2 separate regions of the Mus musculus genome follow, and region 1 is linked to region 2. Evidence: chromatin contacts called from public Hi-C data. All regions are on one chromosome and are shown on one strand. Each heading gives the region's core, a stretch centred on a gene start, on an enhancer-like site or on the middle of the called end of the contact. The rest is flanking DNA. Distances are from core to core; before and after follow the strand shown. Region 1 has its middle 10 kb from the start of Hsp90aa1. Region 2 overlaps Ppp2r5c (protein phosphatase 2, regulatory subunit B', gamma).

The links. A called contact is a pair of places that touch in the nucleus more often than the background predicts.
Region 1: a Hi-C map of the N1E-115 cell line shows a contact between it and region 2, with 3 times the contacts expected there. The contact joins two enhancer-like sites. A contact is called at or near these places in 1 of 484 Hi-C or Micro-C datasets (the N1E-115 cell line), 2 of 115 datasets of contacts at active chromatin or transcription factors (effector CD8 T cells and embryonic stem cells) and 3 of 9 other capture datasets (adipose tissue, liver and pancreatic islet).

The regions. Positions count from the first base shown.
Region 1 is chr12:110,703,448-110,710,011 of GRCm38.p6, reverse strand. No RefSeq gene overlaps it. Among named protein-coding and RNA genes, the nearest start is that of Hsp90aa1, 10 kb to the right of the region's middle. Within about 2 kb of position 3,476, at least 272 of the 459 cell types and tissues checked have an H3K27ac peak or open chromatin away from gene starts, as enhancers often do. A contact at or near this core is called in the N1E-115 cell line, where this site is marked.
Region 2 is chr12:110,553,191-110,559,838 of GRCm38.p6, reverse strand. It overlaps Ppp2r5c (protein phosphatase 2, regulatory subunit B', gamma), which reads right to left. Exons shown (of 16, transcript NM_001373949.1): 10 at 4,943-4,996. Among named protein-coding and RNA genes, the nearest start is that of B930059L03Rik, 35 kb to the left of the region's middle. Within about 2 kb of position 3,783, at least 24 of the 459 cell types and tissues checked have an H3K27ac peak or open chromatin away from gene starts, as enhancers often do. A contact at or near this core is called in the N1E-115 cell line, where this site is marked.

The sequences.
Region 1 (6,564 bases), core at 2,227-4,726, 150 kb before region 2:
CAGTTGAGGCCAAGCAGTGTTGGCGCATGCCTTTAGTCCCAGCACTTGGAAGGCAGAGGCAGGCGGATTTCTGAGTTCAAGGCCAGGCCTGAGAGAGCACTGTCCTTACAAAGGCAAGTATAAGCTTAGTGGTATAGCATTTAGCATGGGCAAGATCTGGGTTCAGTTCCCAGCACCACAAAAATAAAAACCATAAATTATAAAAACTAACAAACAAGCAAACAACAAAAAAACTCCAACAACCAGGGGTTATTCTGAGGAAGAGTGGTGAGCAGAGTCCCCAAAATGTTGGCAGGGGCCGGGCAGTGGTGGCGCACGCCTTTAATCCCAGCACTCGGGAGGCAGAGGCAGGTGGATTTCTGAGTTTGAGGCCAGCCTGGTCTACAGAGTGAGTTCCAGGACAGCCAGGGCTACACAGAGAAACACTGTCTCGAAAAACAAAAACAAAAACAAAAAAAAGTCGGCAGGGCTGCATGGATCCCGTGCATGAAGTTCTCTCTCCCCAGGCCCTAAGAGGCTGCAGCGAGCGCATCAGCCGCAGGTCCTGTGCTTCCAGAATGTTCTGCCTTCTCTCGGCATTACTGTAAAGAATGGTGCAGGACACCCATCCTCTTTCTTCCTGCCCTCAGAATAACTTTAAATTTAATACATTCAAACATTCATTTGTATGTGCGTGCACACACGGATGCAGGTGTGAGTGTGTATGCATGCCACAGCACAAGTGTGAAGTCGGAGGAAACCCTGTGGGAGTCAGCCCTCTCCGTTCCCTGTGTGGGTCCCAGGGATCAACTCAGGTCATCAGACTTGTGGCGAGCAAGCACCTTTACCCGCTGAGCCACCACACCACCCAACAATCCAGCTTGGGAGTATTTTTTAATATTTCTCCAAATCCATTTCTGATTCAGTTTTTTCCTGTGTGTTTTGCCTGTTCCCTCGATAAAATAGCTCAACACAGAGCTAGGACTGGCACTTCCTTCCACTAAAACCTCTCTTCTCATCTATCTGTCAATATATCATTGTATAACCAGATTTACTTTCTTAATGCCCTCCCCCCCCATCACTTAGGACTAGAGAGATGACTCAGCAGGTAGGGGTACTTGCCGCTCTTCCAGAGGACCCAAGTTCAAGTCCAAGCTCGCACATAAGGTGGCTCAGAACTGCCTGTAACTCCAACTCCGTGGGCTCCAACTTCTCTTCTGGATGTGGACACACACACACACTCATTGCAAACCCACCTCAAATTAACTAACAGAACAAAAGAATTTTAATAGTTATTTGCTGAGAACTGAAGTCAAAGCCAGTATTTTGGTCACAAATAGATTTTTTTTTTTTTTCTAAAAAATGTATTTAGCCGGGCATTGTGGCACATGCCTTTAGTCCCAGTACTTGGGAGGCAGAGGCAGGTGGATTTCTGAGTTCTAGGCCAGCCTGGTCTACAAAGTGAGTTCCAGGACAGCCAGGGCTACACAGAGAAACCCTGTTTCGAAAAACAAAAAAAAAAAAAATGTATTTAGGGTTGAGGGTGTTCCATAGCAGTAAATTACTTGCCTAAGTAGGCTTGAGGTCCTGGGTTCAACCCATAACACCACCAAAACAAAACAAAACAAAATACTACCAGGAGCAAGCCCGTAATTATGGATGAATGCTTTTAGAAGTGAACAAGCGCCAGTCTGGAGGACTGTTTTTAAACAAAGACCTGGAGAGGCCAGGTTCTACTGGTGTCAACACAGCAGTGTAGAAGCAGAGACTGCAGGCACTTACAGTCACAGAACTCCCCCAAGTCCTGACTGGACCACAGCAATGGCTCGCTGCCTCCTTGTATGTAGGCTTGTGTCTCTTAAATCCAAAATCCACCTGCCAGCAAAATCTACCTAAAATAACAAGACTTGACAGTGGCACATGCCTACAGTTTCAGCTCTGGGAGGGAGGAGGATTAAAAATCCAAGGTCTTCTAGTGAGTTTGAAGCCAGCCTGGGGGTTCTCGAGACTCGTGTTCGTGGGTGCGTGCGTGCGTGCGTGCATACTTATCATAAAGGGTATCTCAGCGCGGGATGGCTTTCCCACTATCTCCCAGCAGACCGCAGCCATGCTCACACACTGGCATCCCACTTTTCCCCTTAAGCTCCCTGTGAGGCAGCCACAATGGAACCCATCACGCAGCTTCCCACTTTTGCCTGCGCCTTTCCCTCCATCCGGTGTGCCCTCTGGTGCCACCAAGGACAGCTTGCCTCAGGTGTTATTTGCCCTCAGGAAACCTTCCTGGGTCCTCACTGTGCCCCATAACACCTTAAGCCAGTTTTAGCCTTGCACTTACGTCAGGGCTTACCGTGACCTACTCCTGGGTCTCCTTTCCCTGCAGTGAGCAGCTGAATTGCAACCGGAACTGGCCCTGTGGCTCTCCGACTCCCCACACTCAGAGAGACCCAGGCATGTGGAAAACTAGGTCAGCCTGGGCTCAGTGGGTTATGTCTATTATCCCCAGCACTCAGAAGACCAGAAGTTCCAGGCTAGCCTGGGCTAAATAGTGAGACAGCAATAAAAACACCGAAGACCTCAAACACATTGGCCCACACCTGTACTCCCAACCCTTGAAAGACTGGGACAGGAGGATTCAGTATTCAAGATTAACTTAAACTATATAGCAAGTCTCTGCCTCAAAGATAAATTAAAAACTTGTTTGTTTTTTTTTTCTTTTCTTTTTTCCCCCAAGGTTGACCTTGAACTCCTGCTCCTCCCGGCCCCTAGGATTGCAGGTGTGCCTTATCACACCCAGCCTTCTCTTATCTTTCTATCTCTACTGTATTCCGAACGTTGTGTGAGGTGGACTGGCTAGCTGGCTCAGCAGGTGAATGCCCTTGCCCGGGATCCTGGTCGCCTGAGTTCATCTCTCAGGACCCACGTGACAAGAGACCGACTACTTCCCATTATCCTCTGACCTTCACACTCACGCTATGGCATGAGCGCAAACCACCAAACCACAAATAAATATAGAAAGATCTTAAGGGAACTTAAAAATTCATTCAAACATGCCCCTTCTCTCCCCTCCGGGATAACAAGTATCCAGTTCCTGTTTGCGTCCTGTTGCCTGGGACAGAGTCACATGACCCCTCTAGCTTCGGCTGGGGAAGCAAGATTGACGTTCAGCCTGGCGGCGCTCGTGAGGGGACTGTCAGGGGAGACGCTGTTAGGAAAGACGGACTAGACAACCAGAGTGCCTGCCACTGAGTCGAAACGGCACTTAATGCGTGTTAAGTAGGTTCTGTTTTTATATGACCCAGGAGTCCTGCCTCAATAACAGATAAGGCCCCCTCTCCTCAATGTGTAAGACACAGAGCTCTACTTATGAAAGAAAAGTAATTATTCTTTTGCGGTTACCGCTGCCGACTAATTCCCAGGAATGCTGAAGGATGTTTACGCTCAGAACGCCTCTGGTTACAGCAGCAGGAGCCTGACTCTCATTAGCCTAAATGAGAAAGCAATTATCAGCCTACGACCAAACTGCAGACAGGAGAGAGAGCTCTGCCTCCAGATCCTCGTTGCCTGTCACTGTCTGTCTCTTGTCCCCATTTTCACTCCCTGGTGGTTTCCTACACACACACACACACACACACACACACACACACACACACACACACACACACACACACACACAATGTGCTGTGCACAGCTCCAGGCTGACATCCTCATTAACCCTGAATCCGAAGGGAAAGCAACGGCCTGGAGAGAGCATAGTTCATTGTTTAAGAGCATTAGCTACTTTTTCAGAGGACCTGAGTTCAATTCCCAGCATGCACATGGTGGCTCACATTTGGTTGTAAATCCTGCGCTGAATGCAAACGATGCACAGACATACATTTAGGCAAATGCCAATACACATAAAATGAAAATAAACGTTTTTAAAATTCTAAAAAAACAAACAAAAAAAATTTAAAGGGAAGCAACCCTGCCTGAGTGGTCTTATTCCTGTCTGGTGCTGTTCATGTCAGGGGATAGTTGAAGTGTTGGGACAGGTTGCCCAATACTCTGAATTGGGTAACTAACTACACCAGAGAAGGGTTCAGACAGGGGTTTAAGCCAAAATAGAAAGTCTTTATTAGCTGGCTGGCTACTACACTGGGGATATGGAATCCCAGTGTAGCACTGAGCCTTATTCAGGGTGAGCTTTTAAGCACAAGAATTTTTTTTAAAAAAGATTTACTTATTATTATATCTAAGTACACTGTATCTGTCTTCAGACACTCCAGAAAAGGGCATCAGATCTCATTACGGATGGTTGTGAGCCTCCATGTGGTTGCTGGGATTTGAACTCAGGACCTTCAGAAGAGCAGTCAGTGCTCTTAACCACCGAGCCATCTCTTCAGCCCTAAGCACAAGAACTATATTCTGGGTTGTCACACTTCAGTCAGCAGGACCAGTTAGCCAGAAGTGGAACTACAGAAGACAAAAAGCAAGGTGGTACATTCGGAGATTTTCCCAGAACTTTGATAGATTGTGTCTTTGTTTCCATATTGGCAGGTGGAGCTGTCTATGTGCTGAGTTTTACAGCCTGAATGATACTTCCATCATGGAGTCGGTTGTGCTAAGGTCTGGGACCTGTTACAGAGGTGTGGGGGAGGGGGTATGGGGGAGGGGGCTGAGTCCAAAATTGTTTGCCCCACATGAGTTAACACAACAGGGTTTTGGTACACCCTAAGGATCAAAAATACTGACACCACAGGAAAGGTGGATAGCTCAGCAGCCGTCCACCAAGCTGGTGGGAGAGAGACTCCATTCTCCAGGCTGCCTGTCTCCTCCACTGCCTCACTACCGGCACTGAACTCCAACATATTGTGAAATGAGTATCCCTATAACAGAAGCAAGGCAACATGTGTCCTACAACATTAGAACTACTCAGGCTGAGAAGTGAGTGAGGCCTGCCCTCAGTTCCAGCATCAGGAAACCCCTTAGGACAGGGAAGGTTCCCCTCCCTCCCGTCACTACACTCCCTCCCGTCACTTCCACAGCTGGTCACTCACGCCTCACTCAGTCTCTCTTGAGCCCTCAAACAGCTCTCAGCCTCTGTCCTTGCCATCCCTTTCCCCATTGTGTGACCCACAGCCAGCCACTGCCCATGAGTGCCTTGTTGGAATTCCTTCCCTTCCACAGGCTGCACTGCCTGACCTAGTGAGCTGAGTTCCTTCTGAGAAAACCCATCCTGTTTCAGTGGCTTGGTTCAAAGACCACACTTGTTCCTCATCGTGAAATGGAGTCCGGGATATGTCGCAGAAGCAGATAGCTTTGCTATCGGAGGGGACCCGGAGGAAACAAGGTATGGCAGTTGGGATGCCAGCCCAGGTCTTCAGGATACAGTGCAGATGTCTGGTACTTCTGTCACTAATGTGTTGAGCTTGCTGGTGTCTACACACGAATTCACAGCTACTGCGCACAGAATTGCCCAGGTGGGCAGGCAAAACGAGGTCATTGTCAAGACCCTGTGATTCTCAGGAAAAGAAGAGACCTGTTTTGTTTTGTTTTGTTTTGTTTTGTTTTGTTTTGTTTTAAACTACAACTTAAATCTCCCAAATTACTCTACTCGGGCTTTTGGGGCAGGAAAATTAAAGTTTCATGACCTGTCTTGGTTATGGAAAGTTCCAGACAAGTTGGGCATCTAAGCAAAAGCCTGCCTCAACAGTAAAAAGAATGGGGCCCAGGAATGCAGCTCAGTGGCGGAGGGAGGACTTGACTGGCATCCTCAGGTCCATCCGACCCAACACCTCACAAACAAGTACTGGAAATAAAAAGAAGACGAAAGACTGGGATGCCACATCTTTTAAATTCACATTCCATTTTGGAGACCCTGACCCTAAGTTTGAATTCAGGTAAACTAACAGGCCAGTACCTAGCATTAGTTTCCAAGCTACCCCTCAACAAGACCCGAGCCTAGCTCCGGTCTCTAGGCTAATCGCCAACAAGACCAGCGTTTCCAGGTTACACCCTCAATAAGACCAGTGTCTCCAGGTTATTTCCTCAACAAACCTGCACCCCTGGGTTACAAGCCCACCCCCTGCCTAACGACCACCAATGCAGAGGACAGCAGAAGTTAAGTTATGATCCGACTCCCAGCACCAGCCAGTTATGTTAAAGACCACAGGAGCTTGCCAATCAGATGCATGCACACGTACTCCATCCCTGCTCCCTGCTCGCTGCTTCCTAGAGAGCCCTGCCTCCTAGGTGTAGTGGATGGGAGTGAGTTTACCTCCAATTATTTACAACAACTGGCTGTTGTTTTTTGTTTGTATTTCTCCACAGGAAAACGTGGGTTTTGTCACATGTAAGCTTGTCCTTGTGATTGAACACTTTAGATAGGCATTCGGGGATCTCATCCCATCCCCCACCAAAACTGTCCTGTGTGACAGCGGTGTGTTGGGTGGCCTGAGCTAGCTTGAGTAAAGGCCCTGCTATGAGTTGCATCAGATTGGCTCCTGTCTGTGTTTGGGGGGATCACTAACATTTCCCTGGCACCACAAGACTACAGCTCAAGAGCGAATTACTTCTTAGTATGTAGGAGGTCGGAAAGTCACACAC
Region 2 (6,648 bases), core at 2,534-5,033:
TTTTGGGACTTAGCTTGAGTTTCCCATTGGTTGAAGATTTAAGAAACCTGAACAGAACTTACAAAGCCAAGGCTGTCTATAGAGAACACTCCTTTGCCTAAAGACTTCAAACATGGAAGCTAACAACAGACTATGCCTACTTGAAGTCTGGAGGTTTGAGGTCTGGATTTGAGGGATCAGCACTCTTCTTTAATACAATGAACTTCATAAAGCCTACCTTAGGATTTCACTTGTAAAGGAAATTCTTTTTTTTTTCTTTTCTATCACACCTACTTATTTCCTGTGTGTTTATGTGTGTGGCGTCAGAAGGAGCTGGCAGAGACTGGGTGTCTCCTTTCACCGCATGGGCCCCAGGAACTGAACCCATGTTGTCAGTCTTAGCATCGAAACCTTTATCCACTGAGCTACCTTGATGACCCACAGAAAGAAATTCAAGATAAAGAAAAAAAAATATTATACAAAATATTTGGTTTCTTGAGACAGGGTTTCTCTGTGTAACCCTTGCTGTCCTGGAACTCACTATGTAGGTTGGCTGGCTGGTTTCAAAATCAAGAAATCTGCCTGCCTCTGTTGGCTTCCTGAATGCTGGAATTGAAATATGTGCCACCTCCCCCACCTAAACTTTTACAATCTTTAAACACTGTTATAAGTTATATCCTTTGAACAATGTAATTAGGACAGAATCTAAATCAATCTCTCTCTCTCTCTCTCTCTCTCTCTCTCTCTCTCTCTCTCTCTCTCTCGTGTGTGTGTGTGTGTGTGTGTGTGTACTGTATAGAGAGGCAAGTGCAATTCTCCTGGGAAGTTGGAACCCTTGCCTTGGTTGGTGTCTTAGGGTTTATTGCTATGAAGAGATACCATGACCACTGCAACTCCTATACAGGAGAACATTTCCTTGGGGTGGAATTACAGTCTCAGAGGCAAGAAGCACGGCAGCACATGCAGACATGGTGCTGGAGAAGGAGCTTAGAGTTCTACAACCTGATCCAAGGCTGCAGCAGGAGACTGCCCTGTTAGGTTTATTAGCCTGAGTATCTGACACTTCAAAGCCCATCTCCACAGTGACATTTCCTCCAATAAGGCCACACCTCCTAACAGTGCCACTCCCTATGAGCCAAGCATTCAAACACATGAATTTATAGGTGTATTTCTCTTAAAGCAACTGAAGTTGTGACTGACTTTTCTCTCTCAACACCCGCAATTAACTATAAAGCATAAATGTCCATTTCTCTCAGTTTGAGAAACTTACTGTCTTTTTTTTTTTTTTTTTTCTCTGTATAGTCCTGGAACTCACTTTGTAGACCAGGCTGGCTCCGAACTCAGAAATCCGCCTACCTCTGCCTCCCAAGTGCTGAAATTAAAGGCATGCGCCACCATGCCCGGCTGAAACTTACTGTCTTTGTGTCACTGACTCATCCTGAAATGCCTTTTCACAGTATTACTAATGGACTCTGTGCGTGTGTGGGTGCGTGCATATAGTCCCAGGCTGCTGGCAGCACCTCCCTCTCCACCACAGATGACAGTGGTGACAGGGTGTAGAGCTAGCATCTCTGCTCCCATTTTGGGACCAAAACTGTTGAGGAGTGTGTGCTGCCCTTTAGAGCTGTTTGTCACTCACTTGTCACTTCCAGTTATTACAAAGGTGAAGGCAGGGCGGGTATCTGAGAAATAGTCATATACAATAATTCTGCTTTGGTGCTCTGGGTATTTAGGTTCCTGGACATTTTTTTTTCTATTACCTATCTATTATAAAACTTCAAATTTCATTTTACAAGTCCTCCTAATTTTAGAATCTAACAAAAATCTACAACTATCTTGAGCTGGGCGTGGTGTTGTATGTCTTTGATCCTAGACCTTAGGAGGAAGAGTTAGGCAGATCTCTGTGAGTTTGAGGCCTGTCTAGTCTACATATGGGGTGCTAGGCTAGGCAAGGCTGGTAAGACTTTCACAAACACACTCTTTAAAGTCTTAAGAGAACACATTTCTAAAGTCTACCACTTAATGATTTCCCTCCGACTATTAAGTCAACCAGGCATTTCTTGAGTATCTACTTTGAATCAGAACCATGGTTAATATGGAAGACAGGAATTACTCTTGACCCACACTGGCCCTCCAGCGGTCAGTGGGTTTTTAAAGTCATGTAGGGGCTGCACAGCCAATATGGACTGCCTTGATGGGAAAGCCAGTTTCTGAACCAGGTTCACACTGGACTCTTTCTGATCTTTGAGCTACTGTGAGCAGCACCCAGTTTTCCGGTCTGCGTGTGAGAAGGGCAGGACTCTGCCAAAGGTGTGCATGCCTGCGTGTGCTAATGCCAGACAACACCAGCGCCAGGCTCCAGGCTCAGCGCATGCTCCCTGAACGGGGAAGAGGGGAAACACATCAGTGACCCTGCCCTGAGTCCTGGCGAGCCTGTCCTGGTGTACCTAGGGGCAAAGCCGTGACTGCCAAGACACGTGGGTCATCCCATTAGCAGAGGGAGACAGGCGGATGAAAGGAGACACAGTTGTGTAAAATCTCCCATGAGCCTCTAGCCTGGCAACAAAGAAAACAGTATCTATGCCTAGTGTGCCCAGGAAACTTTGGAGTCCGTGAAAAATATCAATTACAGGGTCAGCAAATGCTCTTTACAGATGGCAGCCTTTTAAGCGGAACACAGTGATGGGCAATTTCCACTGTCAGTTTGATTGGATTAAGAGTCGCCTAAGGCATTAATGAGACACACCCAAGGGTTCATCCTCTGAGCCTCTGCTGAGAGGATTAACTAAAGGGAAGGCCTGCCCTGTGTTGGTGGCATCAGCCCAGGAGGTGGAGTCCTGGATGAAGCAATGATTAAGAACGGAGAAAGGCAGCTGGAGTCCTTCGTCCCTCGGTCCTGATCTGTCTGAAGTCTAAGCGCCTAAGCTACGTGGTCCTGCAGCTGTCAGCTCTGCTGCCCTCTCAAGCCTCAAGCTGGACTCAGTCTTCCTGATAAGTCCTTTATTGGTGGGAATCTGATTGCAGTAACTGCCACGACTTGTATTTAAAGCAATCCACATGGCAACCTGGAGCCCTGGGGTGGCATGTGAGGTTCCTGTGTGCGGAGTACACATACTCCTTTCCAGTCCACACCTCCATCTTAAGTCTTCAGAGCTGGCAGCAGAGGTGCACACCTTTAGTCCCAGCACTTGGGAAGCAGAGACCAGAAATCTCTGAGTTTGAGATCAACCTTGTCTACAGAGAGAGTTCCAGGACAGCTAGGTCTACACAGAGAAACCCTGTCTCAAAAACCAAACCAACCAACCAACCAAAACATAAAACGAATTGCTTACTTCTAAGTCAGACACAGTGGCCTTTGCATTTTTATAAAATGTAAATTTCAAAGGAAGAAATGTACCAGGTGAGAGTCCAAATGCTTTGAGTATATTGAAAATCAGCTCTGCTTTCTGCAGCTGGACAGTGATATCATATTATCATCTGTCAGCAGATGTCATCTGTCAACAGGAGCTACAAACAACAGCTCGGGGTGGACACACCACACTGGGTGTGTGGGACTTCTGGCTTGTTTGTGCACAGCCCTGCCTGCGACTGGCATCCTATGTTTACGGGACAGCGGCATTCTGTCTTGTCTCCCGCAGTTAAGCTCACCCCTTACCGACCTGCCTATCTGTCATTACACTGCATCAGTGGGGCAGAAACCTTTACAAGTGTCACCTGAGTTCATGCTCTGCTCACACAGATGAGGAAAGAGAGTCAATCCGGGCTAAGCAGGCCCGGGGTCAGGCTGGGACAGGGCCCAGATGGTAGAGATGCTTCGGGTGGGAGGATCCCGCCTGAGGCGAGCGAACAGGGACTAAGGCACACAAGCGCTGAGCGGTGAGTTCTTCAGTCATCAGCATAGGAAAAGCACACACAAAGAAAACCCGAGGGAGAAAACTCAGTGTAGCTTTCTCCCACGCCTCTCTTTCTTGACTTCTGAATGTAAAAGGGGTGGTGGGAGCGGGTGGGATTTCTTTTCTTTGTGAGGTGTGGGGAGAAACCTGTGTGACCATGCCAGTGCGCTCTTGCATGGGAATGCCTGCCGAGGTGGGAGAGGGTGTCTGATGCCCTGGAGCTGCAGCTACCGCCCGCTGTGAGTCACCACCTGGGTGCCGGGAACCTCTAAAGGGCAACAAGTGCTCTTTGTCACCAGTGTTGCTCTAGCCAGCTCTTCCTCTTCCCAGGCAGACCTCACACTCACAGTCACCTGTCCACCTCAGCCTCCTGAGCCACTGAGTGTGGCGTGAACTGTATGCCAGGACCGCATGAGCTGCATGGGCTACGGACTGCAGCCCAGGCTCCTTTAGAAGTGGATTCAGCTGCTTACACTGCCTCACCTTAGTCAGGAATGACGTTGCCAACCATGCCTATATTTAGTGACTGATTTGTGTGTGTGTGTGTGTGTGTGGAGGTGCAAGGAATTTTTAAAAATTTAATAAAGATAAAACACACACACACACAGACACACACATTAGAAATCTAAACCAAAAGGCAGTAGTCTAGTCTCCATTTGCTGTTCAGTGATTGTAAAACAACACTAACTTAGATTAACCTTCCAGAGCATCTCCACTCTCCTCTAGAGTGCAAGGGATTTCTACTCTTGCTGCAACCCTGTGCCCGAGTCAGAGCACTTGCTGCCCAGTGTGGAGGGCTCAACGGGGCCAGGCTGGTGGCCACAGCTGCTCAGGGGCCATGTTCCAAGGACTGTGGGACAGTGTGAGACAAGGTGGCAAGCTTATTATACATAACCTTCACTGCGGCGAAGGAACTCGTCATCAGACCACCACAGCTGAGCTGAGCCTCCAACCCAGGAGTGGGACGAGCTTCCGACAGTGTTGCCACTGAAGGTGACAGGGCCGACTGAGAGGCAATGTGGCGAAATACAGGGACACAGTGAGGGTCACAGTCCAGATCGAGCACTTACTGGTTCAGTGAGGGTGCTGTCCTTCTCTAAAAACTGCACGACACAGTACGCCAGCTGAAAGGGAGGGGAGAGAGTGTCAGATGTCATCAGCATGGAAGCTCCCTTCTAGAATGACCCTCAACCACCCTCCCCTGCGAAACTGCCTGCTGTGGCTGAGCGACAGTTTCAGGGAGATACCTTTGGGACGGATGCTCACTGGATAATTCTTCCCCGATCTCTTTGTGACAGATTTTATAGTTGTGTGTGTGTGTGTGTGTGTGTGTGTCTTTAGAAGATGAGAATAGACAAGTAATGTAATACCTGGAAAGTTGTAGTGCAGAGTCCTACCAGAAATCTCTGCACTCTCTTTATTTGCCCTTTGAGATAACATTTATATGTAGCCCAAAGTTCCTGCCAGCCTCCTGCCTCAGTCTCAGGGCGCTGAGATTAGATGTCCCCCACGCCAAGCTCCTTTATGAATTATTACTGCTCAAGATGGATATGATACAAGACAAGCAGACCTGTTACCTGGCAATGCCAGACAGAAAATGTGCGAACAGGAGGACAGTGCATCGGGTCAGAATGGACTCTTGTTTAATTTTTAAACGAGGTCCTGTTACATACAGTGCACGCGGGCCTCAAACTCATGATTTTCTGCCTCGGACTCCTGAGTGCTGGGATTACAGTTATGAGCTCTACGTCTCGATACAAATCTTTGTTGGGGATGGAAGCTGAGACCTTGCACATGACAAGCAAGTACTGCCTGTCCTATGATGCCCACAGCCCTTCCATGCGCTTTCTTAAAAAATAATCTTTACTTTATGTGCACTGGTGCTTTGCCTGCATGTAAGTCCGTGATGGCGTCACATCCTGGAGTTGCAGACAGCTATGAGCTGCTATTTGGGTGTTGGGAATTGAACCTGGGTCCTTAGGAAAAGCAGTCAGTGCTCCTAACTGGTAAGCCATGGCTCCAGCCCCCGTCCCCCATGTGCTCTGTGTGTGTGTGTGTGTGAGTGTGGAAATAAAGTATTTTGTTACTATTTTGTTATTTTGTTTACGTGTGTGGGTAACTTTGTGCACAACTAGAAAGGGCTTCACTGGAGCAGGGGTTACAGACGGCCTTGTGGGTGCTGGGAAATGAACCTGGGTCCTCTGCAAGTGCAGTCAGTGCTGAGCCAACTCTCCAGCTCCCTGCCCATGTGTTCTTAATGCATAATGGCTCCCTGGTCTGTGCCCAGCCGTGCAGGGGATTGTGGGCTGCAACTGAGGGTGGCCACCTCCTCGAGCCCCAGCATAGCTAAGTTCTGTCTCTGGGAGAGCAGATCCAATGCAAGCAGACAGAAATGAGTCAGAGGCTGCAACTGACTAAGGTGGCAGCGTGACTACACCCTGAGACTTGCAGTTGGCTCTACAAGGTGTCAGAGCACGCCATTGGCTGTGGCCATCGGCTTTTGTCTCTAAGGCAGTAGGTTTAGATCACCACTGTTAGAAGCCTCCTTTCAAAGCTGGCTCCCCAAGTTTCTGTACAATCTACATTCCAGAGATTGCCCTGAATTTTCTTTTTTGTGTGCATAAATGTGTGTGGTCATAAATGTCCACATGTATGAATACCCGTGGAGCTGAGAAGCTGACACTGGGGTTTTCCTTGATGCTTTCCAGCCTGTACCACTGAGGTAATGTCTCTCACCTGAACCAGGAGCTAGCTACATTGCTAGATGGCTAGCCAG